Linked DNA regions of Zea mays: all the other regions are linked to region 3. A link is a contact called in public Hi-C data. All regions are on one chromosome and are shown on one strand. The core of a region is the stretch at or near the end of the contact, and the rest is flanking DNA. Distances in the headings are between cores, read along the strand shown.

Evidence for each region. Hi-C and Micro-C count contacts between places; a contact is called where the count stands out from the background.
Region 1: a contact with region 3 is called in a Hi-C map of ear, with 1.8 times the contacts expected there. The contact joins the promoter of LOC100274287 here to the promoter of LOC100275493 in region 3. A contact is called at or near these places in 4 of 25 Hi-C or Micro-C datasets (bundle sheath, ear, leaf and 1 more).
Region 2: a Hi-C map of bundle sheath shows a contact between it and region 3, with 3 times the contacts expected there. The contact joins the promoter of LOC100281929 here to the promoter of LOC100275493 in region 3. A contact is called at or near these places in 2 of 25 Hi-C or Micro-C datasets (bundle sheath and leaf).

Annotation. Positions count from the first base shown.
Region 1 is chr3:221,275,647-221,278,863 of Zm-B73-REFERENCE-NAM-5.0, reverse strand. It overlaps LOC100274287, which reads left to right and starts at 1,328. Exons shown (of 2, transcript NM_001148651.1): 1 at 1,328-1,593; 2 at 2,901-3,217. The coding sequence starts at 2,991.
Region 2 is chr3:221,416,038-221,419,594 of Zm-B73-REFERENCE-NAM-5.0, reverse strand. LOC100281929 (tonoplast dicarboxylate transporter) reads right to left here and starts at 1,977. Exons shown (of 6, transcript NM_001371797.1): 1 at 1,462-1,977; 2 at 880-1,372; 3 at 555-598; 4 at 304-399; 5 at 1-234. The coding sequence starts at 1,932.
Region 3 is chr3:220,993,512-220,996,927 of Zm-B73-REFERENCE-NAM-5.0, reverse strand. LOC100275493 (carbonic anhydrase) reads left to right here and starts at 2,019. Exons shown (of 14, transcript NM_001153360.2): 1 at 2,019-2,183.

The DNA.
Region 1 (3,217 bases), core at 79-2,578, 280 kb before region 3:
GTTCAAGTGAGAGTGAGAGGACGAGGAAGAGGAGAACTGCTACTAAATGCTCCTAGCCTTCTTCTAAGGTGGGACCTACATGTGGATCTAGCTACATTGTTACATATAAATTAGTGGATTATTGTTCTTAATATTTTTTTTAAAATCTATTAATTTCGTGAAAATTTAAAAAATGTGAATGCGATGTTTTAGTTTTAGGGTCCGACTTCTAAGGTGGGGACCTATATTTGGATCTAGCTATAGTATTACACATAAATTAGCAAGCTATCATTCTTAGCTATTTCCAATAAAATACAATTAATTTTAGCAAGCTATCATTCTTAGCTATTTTCAATAAAATTCAATTAATTTTGTGAAAATTTTAAGGTGTAAACGTGAGACTTTAATTTTTTGGGTCCGACTTTTAAGGTGGGGCCCACATGTGTATATAGCTTAAGATTTCTATACAATTTGGCTGATTATCATGCGGAGCCCATTCACAAATCACCTCCATTACTATTCTAATGAAATGTTTCAGTCCGAACACAGTAACGAATCCACTCTAGTGAATCTGAATCTTTCATGAGTTTAGGTAATAGGCTGAACCCAATAGATGTAGGTGGGTTAGGGTGAGTTATTTGGTTGAATTATTAGGTTGGGTTGGGTTGAAGAAAATGACTCATTTGTGATGGGTTAGAATAGATTTGGGGTGGGTTTCAATCTATTAGGCCCTCCGCATTAGTTTGTGTAGATTATCCTAGAGTGAAATTTAAAATAAAAAATGATATAAGATAAATGTTGGAGACAACATTAGGAGACCCACCAAAGCGAGTGAGGGATACGGGAAGCCCTTGACAGTTTTTAGGCGATAGTTTTTGAGCCGTCGAAGTAAAAATATTATATTGTAGTTGTTTGAAAAATGTACCTGGGGCATGCTTTTTAAACAAAATTTGTAGTAAATGTTGTTTCATAATACAACTTTCATATCATAAAAAAATGTCAAAATGAAAGCGAAAAGGAAAATTCCGCGCCGCTGAGCTCTATTGCAGGGCCGTACTGGCAAGAGAAGATGATGGGCTCTGCTGGGCCTGCAGAACTTACTACGAGCTTTGATTGAGGCTTACCGCCAGTTGCATTCTTACACGACGCAATGCCGTCGCAAAAGTGTTGTCCAGTGGTATCTGTCAAAAAAAAAAAAAACCGATATTGGTGTTCAGTTCCTCAAATCGGTGGAGAAAAAGAGAGAAGGGGAACCGTTGTTCAGTTGGCACGAAACAGTCCACTCTCTGTATAAAAGAAGGCGAACTGTTAGCGAGAGGAACAGAAACAGTCATTCACCCTAGTTTCCACTCGGTCTTCTCCTCCTCGGAACCCCCCAATCGATATTTTTAGATTATATTGCTCTAAAGTCTCATCCCATTCGGCCGATCAGCACCCCGTCTCGCTGAGCCGACTGTCCGGCGGCAGCCAGTCGTCACGGGTGTCCCCTCCCGGGGTTTCTGGATCGGCGTTGTCCTCTACGCCGCCCGCCGCCCGCCACTCGCCCGGCGTGATCGTGGGAGTTCGCGTCCGGCGAAGCGAGGAGGGTTTCGATCCACGGCGTTATTGCCCCGGGTACGCGCCGTTCTTCTCCGCACATCGTTGGCCACGCGCGTTCTCTTATCGATGCTATACCATTCATGGCGTGATCAGTGTTTAATCCAAGATAGCAACGCTAGATACTAGAAAAACAAATGCCGTCGATTCACCTGCGTCGCCTCGAAGCCGAACGGCCGCGGTGCCGTTGTTCGGATCGGTCAGTTGCTCCCACCGCTTTATCAGGAAACTAGCACTAGTAGTTGACATAAACAGAGAAAGGCACCGACTAATATAGAAATATATATTGGGTGTGAGTATATTTTTTTTGTCTGGTAGATCTAAATCCAACGGTAGATACAGTTGTAGTTTATTAGGGCTTTTTTATAAAGCTACATCATGTGATAGTGGAAGGATTTAAGTGGACATATTGTTGGATACATATTAGGCGTACCCATCAAGAAAACCAATAATAACGAGTGCTTGTCATTCGTTTCGACAAAAGAGAAAAAAGAAATGCTGTTCATAGGTACAGGGTATAGATAGGATAGTAGAAATGCGTCGTGCTGTTCGTAGACTGGAACCAACCGTCGTGGTCTCGTAGCAGGTGAGGGTTGCCATCACAAGACGACGCAGTACAGTGTCTGACGTTTTGAATTTAGTTTACTTGATCGAAGTTTGGTAACGATATTCGAAGACCATTTCCGTTGCTTGGGTCTGCACTGCGTCGTGTCGGAGCACGGAGCCGTTCCCGCTGCGGTAGCGTTACTTATGGGAAGAGAAGGTCAGGCACCCGTTTGTAGTGTTCGCACGCAGCCGTCTTGTCCTGTCCTGACGTGCGCACCTTAACTGTTGCTAGAGCTGGTACATCAGCGAAGCTTTTGCGTGGGTGCCTTAACTTTTTTGTTTAGGGGGTGTTTGGTTACACCCCGCTAAAATTTAGCCCCTATCCCATCGAATGTTTGAACCTCCGTTCCGGTTATTAAATGTAGTCGGATTATAAAACTAATTTGTCAGCTGAAGATTAAAAGACGAGACGAATCTAGTCCAGTTGGTTGGGTCTATATTTCATACTCATATTTAAAAGTTAAACGCTTGATGTGATCCGAGCTAAACTTTAGCAAGAGCAACCAAACACCCCCTAGTCGGCAAGAACCGGCATGCCGCGACAGCGAAATGTTTTTTATATGAACTAGCGAAATATTCCGACTACCTGCTACTGGAACACAGAACTCCATGTCAACAGAAGAAGATGCGTCGATACTCAGAACTTAACCTCTGGTACTAGCAACATTCTTGGTCGCTAACGATGACCGAACTCCTGGATTATTCATGACCATGAACAGACAGCAGAGGTTTGGCGGCAGCTAGCGGCTTACGCACGGAGTCGTCGCGCTAGTCCATTTGGGGAGGTGCCGGGGACGGCGCGGTGGGCAATGGCGACCCCGACGCCGGCGCGCCCGTACCGGTTCCCCGCGCTGCCGGAGGAGGAAGACGAGCAGGCGGCCACGCGGTGCTCCAGGCGGTCCTGCGGGACGTGCGGCGCGTCGGCGGTGGCGAGCTGCGTGGCGCTGTGCTGCTGCCCGTGCGCCGCGGTGAGCTGCCTCACGCTGGCGCTCGTCAAGGCGCCCTACGTGGCGGGCCGGCGGTGCGTGGCCAGGCT
Region 2 (3,557 bases), core at 728-3,227, 420 kb before region 3:
GACGATGCAGGCCACAGGTACAATGACCACCGTCTCTGCGCCCTTCAGGAACCGGAGCCCGTCAGAGAGGATGTCGGTCAGGCCGCTTGACCTGAAGCCTTCAGCGATGGCGAATCCTGCCCCCAGGAGGAGGATAATGTCCCACTGGAGCTTCCTACACTTGTCCCAGTCCATCAGTTTCTCGCCCTTGTTCTTCCGGCTTGGAATTATGAAGAGTAGCGTGGCCATCATGATCTGAACCGAGAGTGAGTTGTGAGATTAAGAGATGCATGGCTTGATAACTTTTCGTCTGCGTGCACTTACGGTGACTGTTCCGTCTCCGACATTGTTGTGGAAGAGAGCCCCCCACCCTGGTATGTCAGCTGTAAGGTTCCTAGTCATCCATAGCACAATTAGACCCTGCAAAATTTATCCATTTCAGTGTGTCAGAAACCCTACAAAATTTACAGTGTGTTACACAAGAGCAACCCTGTATAATATGTGACCATCTTTGGAAGAGAAAATCGATGACACAGATAAGGTAGAACATGCGTTGGGAAAGAAGTGGAATTTACCCCAAACACTGCCAAGACCATCTTCTCTGCAAATACCATTGGACCTGCATGGTTCAGAAGAATAGTTTCTTCAGATAAGTAGTCCCCTGGATTGCACTGGATGAGTGAATTGTTCTGAAACATGGAATTTAAACGTGCCGAGGTCTGACCCAAATGTTGGGTAACGTTTCCTAAATGGTGGGAAAGATATTGAATGATGAATGCCATGTTCAGTCAGCGGTATACTTTTAATTGCGAGTAAAATAAAGAAGATCTTGTCGACAAAGCTTCAGAAAGGAAAGCTTTACTAGATAGAAACAGAAATGCTTATTAGATACTGTACTACCTAACAAGCTGAGCTCTCTTCTGAGATGGCTTCTGTCCAGGTAACCGGAGAGTGCCTTTCCCGTGTTGTTGGAGCAGAACATGAGGCAGAGTGTGATCCAGAGTGCCAAGAAGAGGATGAGCGCCATGGGGAGGCCGAAGGACATCCAGGAGCTAAAGGTGATGGGCTCCTGCTCCGGGAAGTAGGTGGACCACATACCGACGAGGATGATGTTGACGCCGGTGCCCGCCAGCGTGGCCATCCCGCCGATGGCCGACGCGTACACGACGCCGAGCACCACGGCCTTGGAGAAGCGGCGGACCTCGTCGTGCGCCCCGGTCCCGGCCCCGGCGCCCCCGCGCGGCAGCCTCTGCAGGATCCCCGTCGCCACGGGCATCATCATGACCGTGCACGCCGTGTTGTGGATCCACATGCTGACGAAGAAAGTGGTGCCGGTGATGCCCAGCAGCAACAGCGGCGGCCGCACCGGGTCCCCGCAGAAGAGCGACGTGATCTGCGCGCGTGCCCAGATGGCCAGACCCACACGGTGAGGAGTTAGTGACCATCGATTAGGCAGGGAATCGGGGGGAGGGCGGCGCGTACGTTGAGAGCGAGGCGGCGGTGGATTTGGTAGTGTTCGATGGCGAGAGCGAGTATGAAGCTGCCGAGGACGAGCGAGATGACGTCGTCCATGTAGGCCTTGGCGACGGCGTCCGCGGAGGAGACGCCGAACAGCGGGAAGAGGAAGAGCGGCGCCATGGAGGCGACGGCCAGCGGCACGGCGCCCGTGACCCACCAGAGGAAGACCCAGGCGAGCACTGCGAGCATGTTGCGCGCCTCTCGGTGGTGGTGGGCGTGGGCGCCCCCGCCGACGGCGAGGTCCACGAGCGCGCACACGGCCGCTGCTGCCGCGGGGCCAGCCGCCACGGCCGGATACCTGTGCGCGAGCAGCGCGCGCACCCAGGACGGCGGCAACCGCAACTCCTGTGCCCCGTCGTCGCGCGCGGGCGGCGGGAGCAGCGGCGCCTCCACGTCGTCGGACGAGGTCCCCCCGAAGCTGCCGCGCTTGTCCATCGGCACCGCGACCGGCTGCTTCGTTCCGTCGGTCGGTTGCCGCTGTTTGAGGCGTGGCGGCTGCGAGTTCGTTCGTCTTTGTAGCCTGCGCGCGCGATGGACGGAGAAGTGTGCTGATCTGGCAGTAACATGGTAATAATTGCGCGCTAAAAACATGCTGGCCAGGACGGCGACAGGCATATCGCATATGGGTGAAGGGTGCGCGTGGGTTATTTGATGGACACGAATTCGGGAGGTAATCGGCTGCGTCCACATGGCACATGCCCCCACCAGCCTACATCGGGAGGCAATCGGATGTTTTAGAGCATTTCCAAGAGGGGTACTAAATAAAATTATATTTTAAAATATACGATTTAGGATTGTAAAACGTCTTTCAACAGTGTCTTTATTTAAAAACTAGTCGGTTGACCGTGCATTGCGACGGTTTATAACTATACCCATATAAACTATTCACCAAAAAAAATTCAAGATTTTTTATTAATTGTCTCCGCTATCCGTATAATATTTTTTATTTGGCTAACTGATGTTATTGTTTACTCCATCTAATATGTTTTGGTACAACACGCTCAATGAAGTGAGCGATTAGATCAGAAGAGAGTTCAGAACGACCGACTGAACGAACAGAGATTATAAAATAAGATAATTTCATCATACAGAGACCAAATAAGAGAAAGTTTGTGGGCTCAAGTTTCTAAAATAAGTTACATGAACTCAAACTTATAAAAAAGATAGATCAAAATATGGAGTGATTGCTAAAATCAGACATTAATAAAAGCTAGATGCACTCCACATAAATTATGCTACTTCATAGCAATTACTAACGTTTAAAACCAACAAATAACCTTTCATTTTACTGTTAGTGTGACAAATCATTGCTGCTCCATCCAATTTAGCAACCTCAAACACCATTGAGTCCCTTGCGCCAATGTGGTCTGAGAAACGACCTAATGCTTACAAGAGCCAAAAACGACGTGACGTAACGACCTAATGCTTACAAGATAAATTATGCTACTTCATAGCAATTACTAACGTTTAAAACCAACAAATAACCTTTCATTTTACTGTTAGTGTGACAAATCATTGTTGCTCCATCCAATTTAGCAACCTCAAACACCATTGAGTCCCTTGCGCCAATGTGGTCTGAGAAACGACCTAATGCTTACAAGAGCCAAAAACGACGTGACGTAACGACCTAATGCTTACAAGAGCCAAAAACGACGTGTCGTGCTTGGGCTGTAGCCTCGGCCCGTAGTGCTGGCCCGGCTCGACATGATTATATTTTTTTTATTTTACAAAAAAATGTATATACATATATATATATATAATTTATATTCAATATTAAAAATATCTACGCATGATGTTCTACTAGTTAGACAGCTTCATCCAATGTCTCTCGCCCTTCTTCCATCAGGACATGGGTTCGAACTCCACCGTTTTTTAACATTTTACGCTGATTTAATCAAATGGGCCGACAGGCTAATGGGCTGGCCCGACACAGTCAGCAGGTCGACATGACGTGTCTGGGCCAGAGTTGTGACCCGCGGGCGTCTGGCTCGTGCCGGGCCGCTGTTTGGCCATCTATAGGCGTGCAGCGGGTTGGTTAATTTGAAATAGCTGTAAGGGGT
Region 3 (3,416 bases), core at 770-3,269:
CTATATATATATATGCTCCGCCACTGCTCGTCGCTAATTCGATCGGCAGCGCGGGCATCGGAGCAGCTAGCCACGCATGCATCAGCCAAGCTTGGATGGAATGGAGCAGCTGGGACGGTTCCAGATGATTAAATATTATACTCCGTACAAATTATACAGCATCCCAAATGGATTCTTTGTAACCGAACAAGTCAGGATGAATACGGCGGGCATCGGAGAAAGGTGAGTTCATCCACTTCTCTCTCACAACTCTGTCAAGAGTGGTATATATATGTTTAAACTATATTGCATATTCCAGTGAGACATGTCAGCTCTGGGGCGCTGCAGCCTGGATCCAGAAGCTTCACAATTCTATACCACCCCTCACTTGTTCTGTTGTTTGAAAACCAGGTTTTCGAACGACATTTCAAGCTCAATTAGCCCAGTACCCAGTTACCCCACTGGGGGACACTTTGTACATGAGCAGCCAGCCAATCTGCGCATAGGCTAACGCCTAACGGCCTGGCCCCGCCCATGTCAGCAGGCCTCCGAGGCTTTTGGTTGCCCAACCAGCCCATGGGCTGAATTCATAACAGTGTTGGCACACAGTTTCCTCTTCACTCGGAAGCTTATTATTATCGATCCTGAACCAGAGACTAGCAGAGCTAGCATTTCGACGACGCGTCTCAACTCTCAACCTCCAAGTCCACCTCGTGTACGTGCTGCCTTGCCAGTTGCCACTGGGCACTGCTGGCCCAGTGACCAACCATGCGTTAGATCTGACAGCACCACCGAACCATCCTCCCCGGTGATCAACAAACGACGGCAGCCACATCTTGCACCCAACGTGATGATGAATGATGCCTAGAACTTTTGACAACAAAACGCAGCACAGGTAGCAGGTTTAATTCAACAAGACTTTCTACTATATAGAGCCACACCATAGAGATAACTAATCTGTGCGCAAAGCCAAAGTGCTGACGGCAACTGTGGTGCAGCCTTTTCATCTCCGTTTTTAAGTTTTTTGCCCCTCCTTTTGTTTTCTGTTTTTCTGGGAACTCTTTAAACCGCCGTGGCGCCGTGTAAACTTTGCTGTAGCCTTTTCGCGTGCAATGGCAGAGCGCCCTGTTCTTTTCCTGCTAAAGAAAAAAAAAAAGGAGCACCTGATCGCTGGCAGGCCCACGGCCCACCCAACTGTGTCTGTAACGCTCGGCGTCCCTGCATTGCATGCCAAGTGCCAACCACCAGTCCATAGCAGGGTCAGGGAGACCGCAGATGAGGCCGGGGCAACGGTGATGCCGCAAAGAGGATTCAGAATCCTTTTTCTTTTCTTTTCTTTTACCACCGGGCTGGCATCACAGATTACACGCGCAGTAGAGTAAGCACGTCTCTCTCGTAGCCAAGAACAACAGTCTACACAGCTCGCTTTCTCCGCCCTTGTCTGGGCGTTACGGCAGGCAAGCCCCCTCGTTTTCTTCTGCTCGCGTTCTCCTTCCATGTCCACATCTCCTGTGCCACCGCACGCAAGGTGCCAACGCTCCCTCGCCGCAGTAGCATCGCGTCCACACAAACTGCACCTCCACTAGATACGGCGGTGATCCGGCGAGAGAGCGCGACACGCACAGGCCAGCTAGCGTTTCTCCGACGCCGCGCGTTTCATCATTTCCCGCTTCCCCTGCCCCCGGCCGCGCGCGCGCGCCCGTGTGGTCCAGACCAGGACGCGCGCGGATGTGCATCCGGCGCGCGCCCGTCGGCCACACGGTGCCGCCGCGCGTTATCCCGAGCCCTGTCCTGTCCTGTCCTGTTCCATCTCGCGCGCGAGGGGGGGAGGGGAGGGCAGCGAGTGGCGCGCTGGCGGATGAGGCGCCGAGTGGCCCGCATCCACCGGCGCAGGCGAGCCGCACGACGCCGCCGCGCTCGCGGACCGCCGCCGCCACACATGCGCACCCCCGGCCCGCGGGGCTGTAACGGCCTTGTCGCCACGCGTGCGCCCCGTGTGTATAAGGAGGCAGCGCGTACAGGGGGCACGATAAGCGGCACTCGCACGATCAATGTACACATTGCCCGTCCGCGCCACCACATCCAGCATCGTCGCCAGCCTCGCCACCCCCGCGCCGTCCTCCTCCTCCGGCTCCGGCTCCGGCCGCCCCAGGCCCAGGCTCATCCGGAACGCCCCCGTCTTCGCCGCCCCCGCCACCGTCGTGGTACGTACGTGCGTACGGAGTACGACAATTAATGCATGCATGGCTCACTGCACAGCGAGCACATCATGCACTGTACAGCATGCATGTCCTCGTTTCTATATATTCTATCCACGTACGCCTTCGCTTCATCCAGCTCTAATAACCAAGTACTGACTAGTCGGCACTACTGACGACCTTGCTGTTTTGGGCACGAAATGCACTCATGCAACCAAAAGTCCTTGCTCCCATTATCTAGGAGGACACGACCAAGCATGCAGGATATTCTGGAAACCCAATCAAAATCCGACTGTAATATAAGTATAATGCACATCCCAAGAAGACGCCACTCTTAGCTTCATCTTAAATTCCCTTAAATTTAGCTATATATCATTTATATAACATCAAAACAGGCGTACTATCAAAAATATATTTCATGGTACGTAAATATGGCACACTACACTGTACATAAATTTTTGTTTGAATTAATTCTTTCTGTCAAATCTATAATCAAATTCAAGGCAGTTTGATATATACGTTAGATCTATATATAATGCATCTATTTCTGACGGAGGGAATAGCTAGTGATGATGATAGTAATTTAGATCATTTTCCCATCAGCTAGTAGCTACCGACGACATACGCATGTCAGCCATCTCCAATAGAATATTCCCGAAGGGAGGTGTTTCCAAAAAGATGACGGCCAACGATAGTGCTAGTTTGAAGGCAACTACTACGTATATATCCTTTCAGTATAACAGAATTCCACCCAGAAAAAAAAAGTCTCGAGTTGAATGAAAGAGGAGTAGTGACGTCGAGCGCGCGTGAAATAAAGTATATGGCTGGCTTTTTCCTAAAGCGATAAGACCAGTTTATGCAGTGGGGTCATGGACATGTGTAGTGATAGCTAATAATCGTCCGCGTCTTTTGGCTTTTGAGTTCCGTTTGATCCATGACGCATATATATCCAGGCAGTTGAATAACCGACGACCATCAAATAAAAGGCGCCACTACTAGTGGCCATCGACGTCAGTTTAACCTTTCTATGTATGCATGTGTAACTTCCCATGATTTCCTGCGTCGCGTTATTTTGCTTTGTTTCACCGTCGGACGACGAAGTCTTTTAGATAGCAATAAGGAACTATATCTAAGTGCTAGTTTGGGAACCTCGTTTTCCCACGAGATTTTCATTTTCCTAAGGTAAATTAGTTCATTTTTTTTTGAAAATAAGAATCTTTTGAAAAAGATGTAATTATC